3 separate regions of the Sus scrofa genome follow, and all the other regions are linked to region 2. A link is a contact called in public HiChIP or PLAC-seq data. All regions are on one chromosome and are shown on one strand. The core of a region is the stretch at or near the end of the contact, and the rest is flanking DNA. Distances in the headings are between cores, read along the strand shown. Region 1 overlaps ADCY2 (adenylate cyclase type 2). Region 2 has its middle 230 kb from the start of ADCY2. Region 3 holds the start of FASTKD3 (FAST kinase domain-containing protein 3, mitochondrial).

The links. HiChIP or PLAC-seq counts read pairs in DNA pulled down with a chosen protein or histone mark.
Region 1: an H3K27ac HiChIP or PLAC-seq map of skeletal muscle shows a contact between it and region 2, with 10 times the contacts expected there. The contact joins two enhancer-like sites. A contact is called at or near these places in 2 of 47 Hi-C or Micro-C datasets (embryonic fibroblasts and epiblast stem cells) and 1 of 2 datasets of contacts at active chromatin or transcription factors (skeletal muscle).
Region 3: an H3K27ac HiChIP or PLAC-seq map of skeletal muscle shows a contact between it and region 2, with 10 times the contacts expected there. The contact joins the promoter of FASTKD3 here to the enhancer-like site in region 2. A contact is called at or near these places in 7 of 47 Hi-C or Micro-C datasets (brain, embryonic fibroblasts, fetal skeletal muscle and 3 more) and 1 of 2 datasets of contacts at active chromatin or transcription factors (skeletal muscle).

Annotation. Positions count from the first base shown.
Region 1 is chr16:74,371,723-74,374,924 of Sscrofa11.1, reverse strand. The region is part of intron 18 of ADCY2 (adenylate cyclase type 2); the gene reads left to right. Among named protein-coding and RNA genes, the nearest start is that of C16H5orf49, 85 kb to the right of the region's middle. Within about 2 kb of position 1,639, at least 4 of the 83 cell types and tissues checked have an H3K27ac peak or open chromatin away from gene starts, as enhancers often do. A contact at or near this core is called in skeletal muscle, where this site is marked.
Region 2 is chr16:74,955,062-74,958,217 of Sscrofa11.1, reverse strand. No RefSeq gene overlaps it. Among named protein-coding and RNA genes, the nearest start is that of ADCY2, 230 kb to the right of the region's middle. Within about 2 kb of position 1,602, at least 2 of the 83 cell types and tissues checked have an H3K27ac peak or open chromatin away from gene starts, as enhancers often do. A contact at or near this core is called in skeletal muscle, where this site is marked.
Region 3 is chr16:74,269,316-74,272,342 of Sscrofa11.1, reverse strand. FASTKD3 (FAST kinase domain-containing protein 3, mitochondrial) reads right to left here and starts at 1,425. Exons shown (of 8, transcript XM_003134149.4): 1 at 1,322-1,425; 2 at 1-443. The coding sequence starts at 413. It overlaps MTRR (methionine synthase reductase), which reads left to right and starts at 1,515. Exons shown (of 14, transcript XM_021076617.1): 1 at 1,515-1,599.

The sequences.
Region 1 (3,202 bases), core at 390-2,889, 580 kb after region 2:
GCGTATTTTTATTGGCATTGCCTTAAAACCAGACAGGCCGTCAGTGCACACGGAGACGCATCGTGCTCATTACTCTGGCATTTTCACCCTCACCCATGAGGCGTTGTGATCCTTTATATGCTGGGCACTTGGCTCGGTGGGAACCACAGTGTCACAAGTACACTCCTTGCCTTCCAGAAGCATGAAATGAGGTTGAGGAGAAGAGGCACATATGTTCAATAGTTTTCACAGATGAGACTATGAACATTCATTCAGAAAAAATAAGTATATATACATATCTATATATATACATATCTATATATCTATATCTATATAGATATATAGATATAGAGAGAGAGAGAGCGTAAATACGTGCCTGGTACATCACTAGATATTCAGAACCTGAAATTGGTTTGCCTTCCAGGAGTTCATGGTGTCTGGGAGACACACATCTGGGTAAACTCTTAGAAAAGAGTCTGCAAGCCATCAATGGAAGGACGTCCCAGGGCAGCAAGGACAAAGGGCTCAGGTCCAAGGGATAGAACTCTAAACGCTGGACAAGGATGAGACAGAGGGAGATATTTAGCTTCTAGGACAATTTGTACTAAGAAGTAGCAAAAAATAAGGCTGACGAGGAGTTCCCACTATGGCAGAATGGGTTAAGACTCCAACTACAGGAGTTCCCATCACGGCTCAGCAGTTAATGAACCCAACTAGTACTCATGAGGATGCGGTTTGATCCCCGGCCTCGTTCAGTGGGTTAAGGATCCTGCGTTCCTGTGAGCTGTGGTGTAGGTCGCAGACATGGCTCAGATCCCGCATTGCTGTGGCTCTGGCATAGGCCAGCAGCTGCAGCTCCAATTGGACCCCTAGCTTGGGAACCTCCGTATGCCGTGGGTGCTGCCCTAAAAAGACAAAAGACAAAAAAAAAAAGACTCCAACTGCAGCAGCTCAGGTCACTGAAGAGGCTTAGGTTTGATCCCCGGCCTGGCGCAGTGGGTTAAGGATCCGGTGTAGGTTCAGATTCAGTCCCTGGCCCAGGAACGTCCATATACCACAGGGGCAGCCAATAAAAAATAACAGTAATAATAAGGCTGAAGAAGTAGAGAAGGACCTTGAGCGTTTACTTGGGATCTGTCCTCAGCGGTGTACTAGAAATGGTATAATTTCTCCAAACACACCTGGAGATGCAGGTGAGGCGATGCCAGCTGGAAGCAGATGGGCGGCAGTGCCAGCTGCAGGGCTGGGATGGCCCTTTTCTTCCTCTACTCCTCTCTGCTGAGAACTCCATCTCAAGGACACCTGGAAGAAGGTGGCACAGGAGGTCCAGCTTGCCCTCCCCCTTCCCGCCCATCAGCAGGTGGGAGCCTGGATTCCCAGGTGTCCTCCCACGTGGTTAACTGGAGGACAGGGAGGCTGGCCCCTTCCGCCTCGCATGACCACACAGCCCATCTCCCTCCAGCAGCTCCCTTGAGAAAGGACACGAGGACAGGCCCCAATGTAGGTCCTCCTGGGCACGGGCCACTAAGGGCTGTCACCGTGACGATGCCGTCCTCCTGCCACCTGCTCAGTCTCGGAGCTCAGCTCAGGATAAGGCTGCTCGCAGCTGCTCCTGTACAGCGAGAACTGATGGTGCCTTTGGCAGGGGAGGGCCCGTCAGTCAAGCCCAGGCAGACAGCTGGCTTGCCCCCTGGACCAGCTGGCCCTTGGTCTTGCATCCTGCATGGAGTTGTCTTGCTGTGTCAAGTTCACAGTGGCAACTCCTCCATCCTGGCCCTCTTCCTGGCTTCCTCTCCCATCTGCGGTGTTCACAGCATCCAAGGCCACTTTTCTGCTCCAGAGATGAAGGGACCTTCCTCCGGGATGGAGGCCTCCTCGTCTGGTCTCAGGCACACCTGGATCATGACATCATTTATTTCCAAAAGGGGCCTAACTATGATTGGGAGAGAGCTGGGGAATTGTCCCATCTGGATAGGTAATTCCCTCGGAATGACCCTGCTCGAGAGAGACTTCCATGGCAGAGATGTCCCAGGTTTGCAGCACCTGCTCCCAAGAGCCCCAGACCATGGGCCAAGGGCTGTCTGCCTGGCGACCCCAGGAGACTTTGACTGTGGCCCCAGAGCTGTCTTCAGAATGTGAGATGAAGGACTAAAGACCAGACAAGGGAACTTTCCTGGAAAGCAGGTGTATTCCCAGCCGTTAGGACCCCTAGCTTTCCTGACAGGTGATACTGTGGCTCTTGCATGACCATGAATATATCACCGAGAGGAAGATGGACCGAGAGGCCAAGGGCAGGGCTGAGAGCTCTGAAATAGGAGCGTTTCCTAAAATGGGCTCCTCATGCTGGACTTTGTAACATGCATGTGTGTGTTATAGCCTCAGTGCCCTGCGTCCAGCTTCCCAGGAGAAAGTGCCAGCCAGCTCGAAGGAGAGCTTGGTAAATCAAGCCGCAAGGGACAGCTGTGACAGACCTGCAGGGCAGCACTGGCCAGAGTTCTGAGTGATTCTGACAGATGCCAAGAAAGTCTTGGCATCCTTGCTCTGACAGGAGTGTCGCCCCACAGCCTTGTAACTCAGCCTCCTCCTCCTCAGGAGTGTGTTCACTCACCTGTGCACATGTCCGGAGAGCGGACACGGCTTTTAGCACAATATCCACACCCCTAAGAGTGGGGTCTTTGTTTCTTTATTCTGTCATGTGTCCTAGGAAAGTACCTTCTCTGTAAGGGGGGGCCATTCCCTAGTTACCCAAGGAGAAAATGGCAGCTTGGGTGAAAGGAAACATTTTGTATGTAATCCCGTTTGACCTCATAAAACCACGATTTCTCACCGAATCTTTAAAAGACAGAATCTAAATGGGAAACAGGTCTGATGTGAGAGCTGACTGCATTGCTCCTAGGATAGTTCCTGGTTGATGGGCAGTTGAATCACTGTCTATAAATATTGGATGAGCTAATAAACCTCTAGGAGTAGATGTCTTTGTTTACAGTAACTGGGATGCCTTTGGAGAGAAGAAGTGCATCTTTCGTGCCAGATATGCATCTTCTACTGTCATTGTCCTTCCTCAAAAGAGGGTGGATTCGTGGCCAGTGGTAAGATCGACTAGGAATGAGTGCGGTTGTCCTGCCCTCAGTGGAGATCGGGTTGCGTGAGCTGGTGTAGGTGCAGAGCGGTGATCGGAGTGTGGCTTGGGTAGGTCGGAGAAACACTCGATTAGATAGCTGGA
Region 2 (3,156 bases), core at 353-2,852:
AAAATAAACGAAACGGTGTGTGTTGGGTGGGGGGGGGCAAGGAGATCCAAGCTGGGGACAGGACAGGAGGAGCCAGGGACGTGGGAAATTCCCTGGAGACCTTCCTGCCCTTTACAGCCACTGGTCCTAGAGAAGGGAGTTGAACGTGATGGGGTGGCAGGCAGACCTGGAGGGGGCACTGATGGGGGTGAGGTGGGTTCCCAGAGACACACGCTGGTGTGAGCCGCAGACGGCGAGCGTGATCTGGCAGAGCCCTCGCAGGGAGCAGCACAGCACTGCCCCTCCCGGTCTCCGAGCCCCTCCCTCCCATGGTTACACTCCCCGAGAGCATCATCCAAAGTCAAGCTTACAACCTTGAGGGAGCCACAGCCTTCCTCCAAGTTTTCCCAGCCGACTTCATCCTACACTGGTCACTTTATATTTTTTTCTCATTTTCTTCTCCCTCCCTCTCCTCCTCCTCCTCTTTCTTTTCCGCTGGCTGCCCTGCAGCATACAGCATACGGCGTTCCCAGGCCAGGGATCAGATCCGAGCCACAGTTGTGACCTACACCACAGCTGTGGCAACACCGATCCTTTAACAGGATGGGCTGGGCCAGGGATTGAACCTGCATCCTGGCCCTGCAGAGATGCCGCCAATCCCATTACGCAACAGCGGGATCTCCTCTCCTTCCTCTGCATACATTCCTCTTGCTCTGCTCTATGTGTGCTTTCTCACAGTTTCTTCCAGATTAAGCGTAGCCTTCCTCTAGGACTGAGAGCTCCAAGTGTAGCAAAAAGTGCATCTGCGCATGTTCTGAATTACCCTAACAAACTGGCTTTTGCCCTGCCAGGTGTTCCTGGGACGAACATTCAGTGGTGTTGACTGTCCCTTTTCCCGGGCTCCGTGGGTTGGAGAAGGGGTGTGACTCCCTTGCGTCAGTACAGCACAATGTTGGCAGTCTAAGTAAGCAGTCCATAGCCTTTTGTTGACTGACTGAGTGAGTGAATGAATGAAAAATGAACAGATTAACTAAACACCAGAATTGTCACCAGAGGGCACCACGGTGCCACATCAATCTCTCCTTCGGGCCATTTCACGCCATCCATTTTAACCATCATTGAAAGCCCAGCTCAACTGGCCAGCTTCTGACTCTTTAAAATTAAAATGGATCCTTGTGGTTGACACAAAAAAAACTGGGGGAAAAAAAAAAAACAAAAAAAACTTGTCATGTTTGAAAACTAACACTCTAGCTTGGTTTTTATATTCTTATGATAAATTAATATATGCTCATGGTAGACAGTATTAAAATAGCACAGAAATTGACTATAATTAGAGAATCCAGAGTGATTAATGTTTCACATTCCTGGGGAGTTTTCTTTCAGTCTTTTTTCTGTGTTTGTAGTCATTTGCACCAGTGGTGTCCTTCTCCCGAGGCATTCTCAGGTTCTTTTCCCACTCACCATGTGTTCTTCCAAATTGCTTGTCACTGCATTAAAATTTTAGATGAATGCTGACACGTCAATGCATCCATGTTCAAATTGGGTTTGCATTCTCAAAGGACTCAGAAAGGCGTGAGTGGACCTTACAAAGGAGATCCCTCAAATCCTACAGCCATGGCATCTTGTGTGGCCAGCTGGAAGCGCCTCAGGGAGCAGGCGGATCCCACCATCTGAGATGCAGAGAATGTGATTACTCAGCAAAATATTAAATCTCATCTCTGGATTCAGGTTACAGAAATAAATAGTACTTCACTTTCCCTTCTGCACAGTCTGCACACTGGAAAACAGAACTCTGCAAGATACACCACTTTCTGACATGTTCCCGCGGTGGCCTCCAGTTGTTAAGTTGGCAAGACTGCAAACCCAAGGGGATTTTATAGGGAAAATGTGGACAGGCTCCTGTCCATCCCCGTAGGGGGGAAAACTGGATTTTCACTCTCTTCATATTGTTTTGGGAGGTGTTTTTTGTTTGTGCCCACAATTAGACCGTCTCATTTTAAACACCGTGTCCTATTTTTATAACAACACTAGAGTGCATTCCAGAAACACCCATTGCAATATTATGTTGGCAGTCCCATTGGGTACATTTTCTGCATATTTGGGAAAATGGTCGTGGCCAAGTGATTTCTTTTATAGAAAAGGATCTCCATTAAGATATGATGTAATCTCTTGTATAAACTCTGCTGAAAAGTTTGGTTTAATTTTTTCCCTTCTTCATAGCATTCCTTTTTTTAAAAAAAGACATTATGTTTTTTTTTCTCTTTTTAGGGCCACACCCATGGCATATGGACGTTCTCAGGCTAGAGGTCGAATCAGAGCTGGAACTGCCAGCCTATGCCACAGCCACAGCCATGTGGGATCCGAGCTGCATCTGTGACCTACACTGCAAATCACAGCAACCCTGGATCCTTCACCCACTGAGTGAGGCCAGGTGAACCCACAACCTCACGGATACCAGTCAGGTTCTTAACCCTCTGAGCCACAACAGGAATTCCACAGACATTACTTTTTATTGCAATGCTGCTTTCTTCTTTAACTTTCATTTTGGAAAATACATCCATTTTTGATAGTGAAAAGGTAAATACAGTGAGAGAAAATACTTGCAAGGGGTATAGCATAGGGGAAAAGGAGTAGGAATGATTTATGGTCCTACAGGGGTGAGTATGAAGACATTTAAGCAATACATAACTTAGAAGCCAAACACAAAAAGTCAACGGCAGAAAGTAAGTCCTGGCCTGTGGGTGACTCAACGCAGAGGGCGAGCCAGCCCTCAGCTGTCCAGCGACCATGGTCTTTCCCCAGCGGAGCCGCAGGTCAACTCAGAGCAGAGACATGAAATCATTAGGTCTCCCATCAAGGACAGCAGATGCTTCTTTCGGAGACGGCGGAGAGTACAACATTAGGGGAAATACCAACAAGGAGCGTTCGCTGATGCCCACCAGAGAACCCACAGGTTTTGTCGAGGCTGCCGGCTCTTCCTAAGCATCTCTAATTGATTCCATTGCCTTTCCAGGGAGTGGCAACCAACAATCCCCTTGGTGGTGGAGTGTCTAATTTTGCTCATGTTTCTAACAGTTGGGGCATTGGTGGGAAACGGGACTCCGTCTTCACAGGTTCCACCAGCTCCCTTTCCTGGCGTCCCGTCCTGGGCATTAAGGGCCATCTCAGCAAAGAGCC
Region 3 (3,027 bases), core at 176-2,675, 690 kb after region 2:
CAAATCCGGTGTAAGGCTTCTGCTGCCACAGTCTCAGGTAAAGCCGGCAGTGTGCTTATAAAACGCAGGACTTCTCCTGATGAACCAAGGTTGTTTAGTCTCCTGCAACACATCTCTTCGTCCACATTTTTCACGGTTTGTTCGAACCTGTCCCAATCGTGTACTTGAGAGAACACTGGCTCGCCAACGGGATGAAGGTCATTTCCATTTTCCGAATGGAACTTTTTACAGTGGGCATGATGGAACCTGACCCTGGCGGGCCCGGGCTGCAGTGAACAGAACCACAGACACAGATGCTCCTGGACTATCTTGTGAACGTGATTTACACGTGGATTTTTCAGAGCAGCCAGAGCTCCATGTATTCGAAAATCAGATAAATGACAAAGGTTTCTCCGCAAGGTAATTAAGGCCATGCCATTAGATCAACACCTCTCGATCTGTCACTATGTTAAAGAACAGAAAACATGGTCAAACATATGAGAACACGGTTCACTCAACATCGGTGTTTATGAAACTACGGATGAGAACCCCATAGGAGTGATTCCCCCTAAACATTTCCCTCTCCAACATTAAGTACCAGAAGAGCAGGCGCCTGGATCTAGTTACAAAAATCGCTATCATTTGCCAGGCAGTGCTATGCTGAAGTCTCCCAACAACACAGCGGATTAAGTCCTTTTATGTCATTTTAGAAACGAGCCCGCTGAAGCGCAAAGATGTCATGTCGTCAAATTGAAACTGCTAGTAAGTGGCAGAGCCAGGCTTCAAACTCAGGCAGTCTGGATGCTAAGCGCGCCTCGGAAGTGTCGGCTGATGGGAGGACTGGCGCTTGGTTCAACTCCCTCAAAAAAGGACCATTAATTCGGATCGGTCAAAGCAAAGGTGAAAAACGCGCTTAAAGGGCCCCGAGGTGTTGGTTTCCCTTCAGCCGTCAGGATTTGGCTGGGACTGAGAAACAAGAAGTTCTAACTCGGCAAATGGGGGCAAAGAAAGAATTTGAAAAGCAAAATGTTAGTCAATAAAGGGGGAAGGTGGTTCGCCGGTGCGCACCTGAACGCCCCGCGCTGCGAGCTGGGACCACAGGCGTGCGGGACAAGGGGGGACCGGGCGCCCGGGGGCTGGCGTCCACCTCGGAGTGAAAGGACGCGATGGGCCGGGCGTCCCTGAACCTGGTGCTCCAGGAAACCTGCGCTCAAGCACCGGGAGGGCGGCTACGGCGTCCGCGGAGCTGGGCGAACAAGGGCGGCGTGCGCGGCTGGGCGGAGCCGCGGACGACGCACGCCCGGCGCGGCCATCAGAGCCCAAAGCCGGGATGGGCACCTACCGGACTCAGCGCGCCGGGGGTCCTAGCAGCCCTGGAGGCGCCAGAACCTCGTGGGCCTCCGTACGCGCGCACCGCGGCGGGGGCTCTCAGCAGCCGGGCGCATGCGCAAGGTCCGGAGGCCGCCCCACGTCCGGCGCGCCGTGATTGGCCCAGCTCCTCTCGCGAGCCTCCTATTGGTCTCGGGAGCCGAGTACGCACGCCGCGACCGTGTGCGCAGGCGCGGGAGCCGGGCTCGCAGTACCTACGCCTTCCCCAGCGTCCGGGCCGGACGCGCGCAGGTGAGTATGGGGCAGCTGTCGCTTCTCCGTCTGGGCACATGCCCGGCACGGACCCGAGGGAGGGAGCTGAGGGTGGGGGAGGACACTGGCCTCCGCGCCCTCCGGGCAACGCGGCCGGAGGGCGGGCTGAACCTGGGTCTTGGTCCTAAAAGCTATTCGCGGCCTCTCGGACGGAGTCCTGGGCGGCGTTTGCGCGAGCGGAGCCAGTCCCGAAGGTGGCTTTGAGCCCCTTCTCCGTCGGCGTTTTGGTTCTGAACACTGTACTAGACGAGGGTAAAGGGCACATCGGAGCGCGGGGTCAGGTGCGGAGACCGGGACGGGGCGCCTGAGACTCAGGGATGCCGGGAACGCGGCCCCTCGTGTTCCGCTCTTTCTTCGCGTGACGGTGCCCTGCCGGTGCGGGGAACTGAAGAACCTAAGCCTGGGCCCTGTTAACATCCCACAGCTCCGGACACAGGCCTGGGCCTTGTTGACATTGCGCAGGGCCGGTGTAAAGCAATCAGCCCGGTGCCCAAGTCTCCGGCCGCAGCTCCCTTTCCTAGAAGAACGAAGTTAGCTGCTAAGGGGGACTGAGATGCTGCAAGGTTACCCATCTAATTGCCTTTCTGGCACCGACATAAGCTGCCTGCTTTAAGTTAGACGATATGAACCTTACTTAACAAATCATTATTGTTAACTTAAACACTCTCACTAGTTAAGGTTTGAAGTATTTTAACTGTCCCTTTGTTTTTACACCCCTGTTTATGCATGCGCACCCCTTCCCAACCTGAATGTAAGTTTGTCTTTATAAACACGGTCCGTTTCTTTGTTCGGGGCTTCACACTCAAGCCGCTTTTAGGCAGTGTGGCCTGTAATAAAGACTCCTAATTTGTTTCTTCTCGGTTGGAGTGGTCTCTGTTCTTTCTTGGTGCAGCAAAACCACCTCTGAGGAACGTGGGCTGGAGGACCTTCTCGCCAAGGTACCAAGGGGTTCGTGCTTTGAAGCCCTCAGGCCTGTGTGTGTCTCCTGGGACGCCCTCCCGGACCTTGGTTGTAACAGCTGTTTTCCATCACTGCGCTTTTACAGTCAGCTCCAAGTGCGTGGTGTCTTCCTGCGATTCCCTTATCCTGTCATCTTGCTGACCACTAGAGCGCCCGCTCTGTCCAGGCGCTGTTCTGTTCCGTAGGCTAGTCCATGATTTTTAGCATTGCGATTTAATACTGTTCTTTTGCCCTTTCATTTCTTCGTGGCCAAATTGCCCTTAGATTTAATTGGCCAGAGGAACAACAACAACAAAAGTATTGTGGTTCATTTACCAAAAGCCAAAATTTTGGTTTGGGTGTCCGTTTAAATTTGTCCCCTAACGTGAGAGTCTCCCAGGTTTTGACACTGGACGGGCCTGGGGAAAAGTCTTTGAATGTCCTTTATTTTATCCCCCATTACTTGTT